Regions from separate parts of the Mus musculus genome. Here region 2 is linked to region 1. The links are chromatin contacts, called in public promoter capture Hi-C maps. All regions are on one chromosome and are shown on one strand. The core of a region is the stretch at or near the end of the contact, and the rest is flanking DNA. Distances in the headings are between cores, read along the strand shown. Region 1 holds the start of Ak8 (adenylate kinase 8). Region 2 holds the start of Med27 (mediator complex subunit 27).

The links. Promoter capture Hi-C pulls out the DNA fragments that hold promoters and counts their contacts.
Region 2: a contact with region 1 is called in a promoter capture Hi-C map of liver, with 3 times the contacts expected there. The contact joins the promoter of Med27 here to the promoter of Ak8 in region 1. A contact is called at or near these places in 2 of 39 promoter capture datasets (both in liver), 2 of 484 Hi-C or Micro-C datasets (both in embryonic stem cells) and 1 of 9 other capture datasets (embryonic stem cells).

Annotation. Positions count from the first base shown.
Region 1 is chr2:28,698,190-28,702,843 of GRCm38.p6, reverse strand. Ak8 (adenylate kinase 8) reads right to left here and starts at 2,683. Exons shown (of 13, transcript NM_001033874.2): 1 at 2,570-2,683; 2 at 71-155. The coding sequence starts at 2,653. Spaca9 (sperm acrosome associated 9) reads left to right here and starts at 3,193. Exons shown (of 5, transcript NM_027283.1): 1 at 3,193-3,262.
Region 2 is chr2:29,344,538-29,349,191 of GRCm38.p6, reverse strand. It overlaps Med27 (mediator complex subunit 27), which reads right to left and starts at 2,382. Exons shown (of 8, transcript NM_026896.5): 1 at 2,145-2,382. The coding sequence starts at 2,347.

The DNA of each region.
Region 1 (4,654 bases), core at 1,434-3,933:
TCTGGGCCACAGTCAGGATGGTGTGGTGTAGAGGGGGCGGCAGCTACTCCACACTGGAGCGAGTGCTCACCATTATCATTGTTCCTGCGCAGGTGAGTGATCATGAAGCTGATGGGGTCCTCCGGCTGGTGGATCAGGAGCTGCTCCAACATGTTCTGTGGGCACAAACAGATATCAAGAGGTTAACACCTGCAGGGACCCTGGTTGCCATGGGGACCACCTGTTGGAACATCTGCTGGTGTCACTGGCAGCAGAAGCCTGAGGAAGCCCAAGCAGTCAGGTCCCCACCTCATCTCCCTTTGTGTTTCCCGCACAGTCTTCCCGAGGTCCTGCACAGCTGTCCTGTTGCAGCGCCTCAGTGAATGCTGGTCTTCTGCCTAGAACGCCTCTTGCTCCTTGACCTGGCTTCTTGATCATCAGCTCTCAGTGCACCAGATAAACCCCTGCTGCTCTCTGCTCCTGCACAGGCCTGCATGTGTACCTCTGTTCCCTGCCTCTCCTATTCCTGCTCGACACTCCATGGGTTTTGCGGTCCTCCCTGTCTACACAATTACAGTAGGTACCCAGTGCAGATGCTAGCCACGAAACGAAGCCCTCACTAGTGGCTGAGTCTCTCCAAAGTGGGACAGAATACTTATCAGCCAAGCAGTTAAATAGTCCTGGATGTTGGCCATTTAACCAACTGAGCAAACACGTCAGAGGAAGCAGTTTTCAGAGTGGCACACCAGGGAACTGGAGAGCTGACAGCAGCTGGGCTGCAGGAGAGGTAGGAAGGGCCAATGAGGACAATGAGGTGCAGAGTAGTCAAGAGCACCAATGGGGAGTCCTGTTTAGACTCTAGATCTCATCCGAAAGTCCCTCCTCTTCTTGGGGCCTCAGCCCTCCTTCCCCAGCCCCCTACCATTCGTTCAGTGGCACAGCTGGGCTGGCTCTGTGCTTAGAGATGTTGTGTTCACTTCTTGACTAAGAGGTTACACAGGTAACACATCTGCATGCTTCGGGCTGATAAGGCCATGAGTCCTTCTCAGGACAAGACAAAAAGAAGCCAAGTCTGAGGACAGTCTGTTATCACGGATGAACAGCAGTGGATCTGTGAATCCCATGAGAGCCACAGACATCTGATAAAACGTCACAGAGCTGTACACACCACCACAGAAACCCAAGAGCAGGTGAAAGGGGGTGAGATCCAGGAGAAGCCTGCAGTGGAGGCTCAAGCACTGCACCCACTTCTGCTTCACGGCTTTGAGAAGACCAAGGTTACACGGCCTAAGCTAGACAAGAGGTGAACGCCATTTTTATAACTTCCCAAGTCTAAGATTATTTGAAAATAAATGATAATAAGATAAAGTATTCTGGTTATCGCCCCACCAATCCAACAAGAAAGCAGGCCAGGATCATATATCACCCCTCTCGTGCCCCCAGATTTGCTGTTTTATTTGTGGCTGGCCACTCCTTGGTCTCCCCTCCATTAACACTTTCCAAAGGAGCTTGCTCAGTAGACTCAGGCTCCTTGGCCTGGGCTCATGTGCCAGCACGGTGTCCCCCTCCTTCTCTCTCTCTCTCTGTCTGTGTGTGTGTGTGTGTGTGTGTGTGTGCGCACGTGTGCGCGTGTGCATGCTAGGCTTGCAGTATAGGGTACTAGAAACTGAGCTCTAGTTTGCCTGCGGCCCCCAGAATCACTGACTGTTAGACAGCTCATCGGTCCAGCCCCTAAAAGTCACTTTCACCTCTGGAGAGCACAAGTCAAAAACTGGAGCACACATAGATGGGGATATGGTTTGGCTGAAGGCCACAGTTGCCTGGGAACCAGGACAAGCTGGGAGCTAGTATAAGGGATGAGGGACGAGGGCTTTCAAAAGGCCAATTCTGAGGATAGAGGCTATGTAGAAAATATGCTGCCCCAGAGGAGACCACCTGGATAGGGATGCCATCTAAAACTTATACGGTCCCCTACTTGTCCTAACAGGGTCAAAGACACCCTCATGAGACAAAACACATGTGTCTTTTGCCTGACGGCTGAGACAATCGGTTTGGTCCTGGGAACTGGAATTTCCCAGGAACCTCATGCCAGGAGAAGGAAAAGGCTGGCACCAGCCAGAGGGGCGGGTCTCCTGGGAAGTTTTCCTCCAACTTGTCAGACCACCTTGCAGGAGGGAGTGGAACGGAGACAGATATGGGTCAGTGAGGTGCGGGATCACACTAGACTTGTGTGGACCCCAAAACTAGCCCCGGGAAGCAGGTCACTGAACTTCTTGAACGTGTTCCTCCTTCCATTGTGGTCACAGGAAATAAGCCTTTCTCTGACTTTTTCTTTTTTTCTGTTGCTTATCTCTTTAACTGGTCTTGGAGTGAGGTGGGTGAGCCTAGCTTGTTAGGGCTTCCAAGGCCCAGCTTAGGTAAGACTCAGGGCTCAGGAACCGGCTGAGGTTTCCCATACAATGCCAGAAGAGGCCCTGGAGACTACTGCGCCATTTCACAGGTGGGGAAACTGAGGAAAGGGATTTCCCCCCAGACCATGCTGCCGGCCCGGCCCGGTAGCCGTATTCCCTATCCTCGGGCGCCTGATCACCTGCATCATCTCGAAAATGTAGTAGTCTTCCCCGTACTGAGGCATTTCCGGGGGAATGCGATGAGGGGCTGTGGTTGCATCCATGTTTCCGACAGCGCTCCGCTCCTTAGTAACGGCGTTGCTGGGACGCCAAGCTATGCGTCATCGGTGAGCGCCTCAGCTGGGGCGAGTCCTGGTCCCGGATTCCATCCACCGAGGTCCTGATCTGCAGTCGGCTCTCCCTCCCCAGGGCCACAAAGCAAACCCCAGAACGCCTGTGGAGCTACAGAGCAATGGGGGATCGGATGACAGAATAAATCCTGCTTCTGGTGTAGCCAACTGTGCGGATCTGGGCGCTGGAAGCTGACCCTGCTCCCTGGATCTCAGTTTCCCCATCTTTAAATGAAAGACGCTGGGGCAGACGTGGGACCGGTTTCTACAGGAGGAAAAGTCATATGCGCCCAGATCATATGGGGGTGGGGGTGGGGGGAAACTGGGCGGGTCTCCTGGTTTGGGCGGCCGGCCGAGTCATGTGACCGGGTTGCCATAGCACCTGTGGTCACAATCGGCCAAGCCTGCCTGGCCTCTATGGCCTCGACCCCGCCCACGCCCATTTCCTGAGGGGCCTTCCCGCCCTCGGGGCCGCACACCCACGGAGGCACTGCAAGCTTCTGGGCACTCTGTGAGGCGAAGGCCAGTCCAAGTCAAACCAGGGTAAAGGGGGATGGAGCGCCGGCGACGAGCTGGGTCGAAAACACTATGGGAGTGGGGGAGAAAGAGGTGGAGGTGTCCTGGCCTAGGGGGAGGAAAGCTGCGTGTAGCTGTGGAAGAGGCAAGGGTGGCATCGTGGAGGAAGGACTCTGTGTAGTAACCCAGAGGGAGGTACACACAGCCTACGATGATAGCCACAAGTCCAACTCTAGATGTTGTAAATTTGACAGATTTACAGTGAGCCTAAGTTTCTACCCTGAGCAGTGGGGAACACTCAGGCATTCCTCCCACAACTACCCTGAAGTCCCCGACAGTGACTGGCCTATAGGGAGTGGACAGTGTGGGTACATAGTGATATCTCACTTAATCTTTAGACTAATCTTAATCTCACCTCACTTTGGACAACAATCGTTCCTGTCTCACAAGTTTTATCTTTATGTATTAATGTGTATAAGGGTGGGACAGAGGAAGAGCAGAGGCTGGGAAAGGGACTTTGGAACCCTGGAGCCAGAGTTGCAAGCAGTGAGCCAATAGATCTAGGTGCTGAGAACTAAACCCAGGCCCTCTGGAAGAGCAGCAAGTGCTGGGGACCGAGTCACTCCTGCTCCTGTAGCTCACCTGTTTGCATGGGTCAAGCTGGAGGAGCTCTCAGGGGCTCCGGGGGCCACAGCACCAGGCAGTGTCAAGTCAGATGAAAACCTTCTGCTCCGAAGACAGACAAGACACTGCAGAATAAGACAGGCCAGAGGAGTTAGCTGGTGGCTTTGGGCAAGTCATTTCCTCTTTCTGGATTTCTTCCCTCGACAGCTGCTGGGCACAGAGAGGAAGTTTCAATAGCTTGAAGAGTTTCTATCCAATCCCCCACCTTTTACAGAAACAGAGGCTAAGGCCTAGCAAAGGGGAAAAGTCTTGCCCAGGGGCTGAGAATGAAATCAGAGGGAGCCTCAAGGCTGAGAGCTAGCGTTCTGACCTGGGATAATGACACCTGCCCATGTAAAGCCACAGCGCAGCCCTCTGTCCCCGAGACCTGCTTCCTCAAAGGCCTCAGGCCTCGGTAGACTTGTCAGCTGGGGAAGCAAAGATGAGGCCTCCCCAACAAAGAAAGCAGCAGCCACACTGCAGCTTGCACTGGGGGGGGGGGGGTTCAGTGTGCTTCCTGGACATTTTTGAAGTGGCTTTCGTCTCCGCTCATTTATTTTAAGCCCTAGGCGCTTTTCATACTGCGATCTAATCTTCTTTAGCAGCCTGGAAAAATACAAATCAATTAAAGCCTCAAACCTATGGGGTAATCACCTTTCCCTCCCTTCTCCCCCAGAGAGAGCAGCGCCTGCATCCAGGCCTTTCATCCACTCTAATTTGGCTGCAGAGGCCTGTGGTCAGGGGCCAATCACTTTG
Region 2 (4,654 bases), core at 1,133-3,632, 650 kb before region 1:
AAAACAAACCTAAGGGCATAAGGTTCCTTTGCAAAGGAAGCTGTAGGTTCCCTAAAAACTGGGATGTAACAACTCTGATTCATCCACAGCAGAAGATGTTTAGGACCTTGCAGTAGAGTCTAACACTGCCTCCCATTCAGGATTTTTTTCGGACCCACATGCAGATCACTCCATTTGGCAAAGCAGCAAGTACCTGAATAAATCATGATTATTTATCATTTCACATTTCAGATTTGTGCACAGTGCTTCACAGATGGCAAAGCTTAGCAAAACAAAGAAGACATAAAATAAACACCATCAAGGGGGCTGTGTCAAACAAGCTCACTTCAGTCTAGCAAGAAAACTAGGGAGACACTTGGGAAAGTGGGCGAACGGTGAAATCACGAATTCTGGGGAGCCAGTTCCCAGCAGCCAGCAGGACACTGCTAACCACTCCCATGCTGCATCCAACCTCAAATCTTCAGCCACCTTCTTGGCACTACTGTACATTTAATAAGTCAAAGAAATATCAACATTACTAAAGTTTCTAAAGTGATAAAAGGCTGTGACATCCCATTAGAAAGCAGGGCAGAGATGACACACTTCTTTAATCCCACCAGCACCTGGGAGGTAGAAGCAGGGGGGGTCTCTGTGAGTTTGAGGTCAGTCAGCCTGATCTAAAAAGAAACTCTGTCTTAGGGGGGGAAAAAAGCCTCCCTCGGGGGAGTCAATGGAGTGGGGGTAGGGCATGCCATTGTCAAGCTGACAGAACAGGTATGTGTGTAGTTTAAGGAGGGAGTGGAATACGGGGAGGAAAGGCACACAACACTTCACTACTTCCTCCTCCATCCTACTTGACTAGTTGATGGGTGGAGGGAGTCCTGGGGGTTTGCCTGCCTGACACACAGAAGGCACGGAGCTGGAACCAGGCACTATAGAGGAACATGAGGTGGAAGAGAGGAAACCCAACCTGACCAGATCACCAAATGCTCAATTTCAGAAGTAAAAAGCTCAAATCCAAGCCGGGCGTGGTGGTGCACGCCTTTAATCCCAGCACTCCGGAGGCAGAGGCAGGCAGATTTCTGAGTTTGAGGCCAGCCTGGTCTACAGAGTGAGTTCCAGGACAGCCAGGGCTATACAGAGAAACCCTGTCTGGGGGGGGGGGGGAGACCTCAAGTCCTTCCATTCTAATTTCTAAGACAGGAAGAAAACACAAGTTCAGGCACAGAAGACATGCCTACTAAACTGTGTGTGGTGGCACACACCTTTAATCCCAGCAGATTAATCCAGAGAGGCAGAGGCAGGAGGATCTCTTGTGAGTTTGAGGCCATCCTGGTCTACAAATTGAATTCCAGGACAACCAAGACTGTTACCCTGAGAATCCCTGTCTCAAAATCCAAAGTGCCTTCTATGCATGGCATCTGAGTAATGTCTTCTCAGCAAACTCTTAATACACTAATGATGTAAAAGGAGTCCCGTGAGGGAAATATGTAATCCCCAATTATTAGGGGTTAACCTGCTCAAACATTCCTTTCCCGTTGTAGTGAACTGAGTCCTCTGAAACTGAACCTAAATAAATTCTTCCTCTTAAACATCCTAATAGATGTAAGACTGTATCTCTCGAGAAAAGAGCTAAACAAAAGGAATGATGGTGACTGGCAGTGAGGAGCAGGTGGCTTCGGAGGGGAAATGGAAAGAGGCAAAGGTAACGGAGGTAGTCTGAGAATGAGGTGAGGTGGAACTGATGAATTCTAGGCTCTGAGGATGGGAACTGGAGCTCATCGGATCGAGAGGTACGTAATTGGGCCTGGGACAGTGTTGATGGGGAGACTGGCCCGATGTGATGGAGCCCAAGGAAAAGGTCTGATAAGATCGACGAGGTGGAAGTTCCTGAGAAGAGGTTTCCTCATCAGATAGGACCACTACAGCGGGAACCGAGGACCACAGATGACAACCAGGACGAAATGGCCAACAGAATGAATACTAGGTAACGGGACGGGAGACAAGGAGTCCCTGAGAGGCTGACTAGGACCGGGAGATGAGCGAAAGTGACAGCGGACTGTGAATAAAGGAGAGAGGCCCGTGACTGGGCAGACTGGCGCGGGATCCGGGCGGGACAGGTGCCAGAAGGGTCCTCAACCCCGATCCTTTCAGCCAGTACCTACTTGAGGTCCCGGTTGACGGAATGCAAGTTGTCCTGGAAGTTCGCGATGAAGGCCTTCTCGCGGCCCTCCAGCGTCTCTTTGTTGCGCATGCCATCCTTAAGGCAGTCGAAGACCCTACTCACGCTAGAGCGTAGCGCCTGGATGGCGCTAATAGCCTGCGAAAAGGCCTCCAGGTTCACACCAACGCTCAGCACGTCCGCCATGTTGCAGCTGTCACAGCCGGCTTTCCAGAGTCCACAGCCTGAGCGGCGCGCGGCGCTTCGTGATGACGTTGTCCTAGGAGGGTATTGGGATGTGTAGTTTGCGACGTGGCTCCCATCCAGGAAGCTCTAGCGAACTTGGAAAAACAGCGCCAGTCTGACTGAATGAGAGAGTTGACCACAAGTTATGATCTCCATCTAGGGAAGTCATTTTGTCCTCTCCTTTTGCTTAATAGTGAATGACAAAGAAATGCAGAAGCCCACTGTGTATCTCCAAAATTTGAACAGTCACATAGGAATTTCTCAAAACAATAAAATGTCCCCAGAGTACATGAATGAGTCCATATTCATAAATAAAGGGGAAGAACTCTCTTACCTGTAGTAAAATGCCAACACATAAATGAAGGCAGAGTGATACAAGAAAACTGCCACTTGGCAGCCTAAATAATTGGTTAAGGTATGAATCAATTGATGTTTTTTCGAAACAGCAAGGTATTCTATATAGTTTCAAAACGTTTTTCTTTATGAAACTTAAAAGGAAATAGAAAACATTTGGGCTACATGAGGACCTGTGTCCAAAAAGTAAATTAACAATAATAATAATAATAGAAATTATGGTATGTGTCCAAAAGAATTGAAAGCAGTGTCTAAATGAGATGTTTGTACTTCCATATCCACCGCAACCTCATTCACTATAGTCAAGTGTGAAAGGAGCCAGATATCTACCAACGTATAAGCAAATAAGCAAAATGTGATTATATATGATACAAATTGATATATACTGTGACATCAAAATGGACAATATACCTTTCAAGTTAATGGAAGATCAAAACAGGGAAAATAGACCTTGCAGCTTAGGGGATCTGTTTGCAGTTAAGACAGTTAAGAATAAGTTCCTCTGTCCTGTGCAGGCTAAAGTTTCTGTTTGTAATTAAAGAATAAGTTCTATTTGCCTCATGTTAAGTCCTTGCAAGTTAGGGTTTTTATTTGTAATTAAGAATAAGTTCCTGGGACTAGAGAGATGGCTCAACGATTAAGAGCACTGACTGCTCTTTCAGAGGTCCTAAGTTCAATTCCCAGCAACCACATGGTGGCTCACAACCATCTGCAGTGGGATCAGATGCCCTCTTCTGGTGCATCTGAAGTCAGCTACAGTGTACTCACATACATAAAATAAAAATAAATCTTAAAAGAAAAAAAAAAGAATAAGTTCTTGTTCTTTTTGTTTGGTTTGTTTTTGTTTGGTTTTTCGAGACAGGGTTCCTCTGTGTAGCCCTGACTGCCCTGGAACTCACTCTGTAGACCAGGCTGGCCTTGAACTCAGAAATCCACCTGCCTCTGCCTCCCAAGTGCTGGGATTAAAGGCGTGTGCCACCACTGCCCTGCCAAGTTCTTGTTCTTTAGGTAAGCTGCAAAACACGTTTTCAACCTCTACACTAAACTCGTGACCACATTCACTAGATGAGCATCCCTCCCCTTGTTCCTCCCTTTCATTGCATCTTTCTAACAGTCGTCTGTGTGAGCACTCTCCTATAAAAAGGACCTCAAGGGGCTGTGTATTAGTCAGGGTTCTCTAGAGTCACAGAACTTATGGACAGTCTCTAGATAGTGAAGGAATTTATTGATGACTTACAGTCGGCAGCCCAATTCCCAACAATTGTTCAGTCGCAGCTGTGAATGGAAGTCCAAGGATCTAGCAGTTACTCAGTCTCACACAGCAAGCAGGCGAAGGAGCAAGAGCTAGAGCTAGACTCCCTTCTTCCAATGTCCTTATATTGTCTCCAGCAGAAGGTGTAGCCCAGATTAAAGGTGTGTTCCTTAAACTCCAAGATTCAATCTTCTGGAATCCATAGCCACTATGGCTCAAGATCTCCATACCAAGATCCAGATAAGGATCTCCAAGCCTCCAGATAAGGGTCACTGGTGAGCCTTTCCAATTCTGGATTGTAGTTCATTCCAAATATAGTCAAGTTGACAACCAGGAATAGCCACTACAGGCTGCTCTCCCAAATCCTGACTTGGGGTGAGTCAGCTGGCTAGCCACTCTAGATTCACCCCCAAATAGATTACTTTAGTTGGACAACAGTGGATTTGGTCTTTTCTCCTCTAGATTCTCAGGTTTAACATTACCTTTTTTCCTAAGAGGGAAATTCTGACACATGCCAATCAGATAACATCCTAATAACATCTGCAGATTCATGAATCATTTTATTGTTTAGGCGTGATGATAAAGACCTGTAACCCCAGAACTTGAGAGTAAATCAGAAGTCTAGGACTTAAAAGTCAGCATAGGTGCAGCATGGGTGCTAT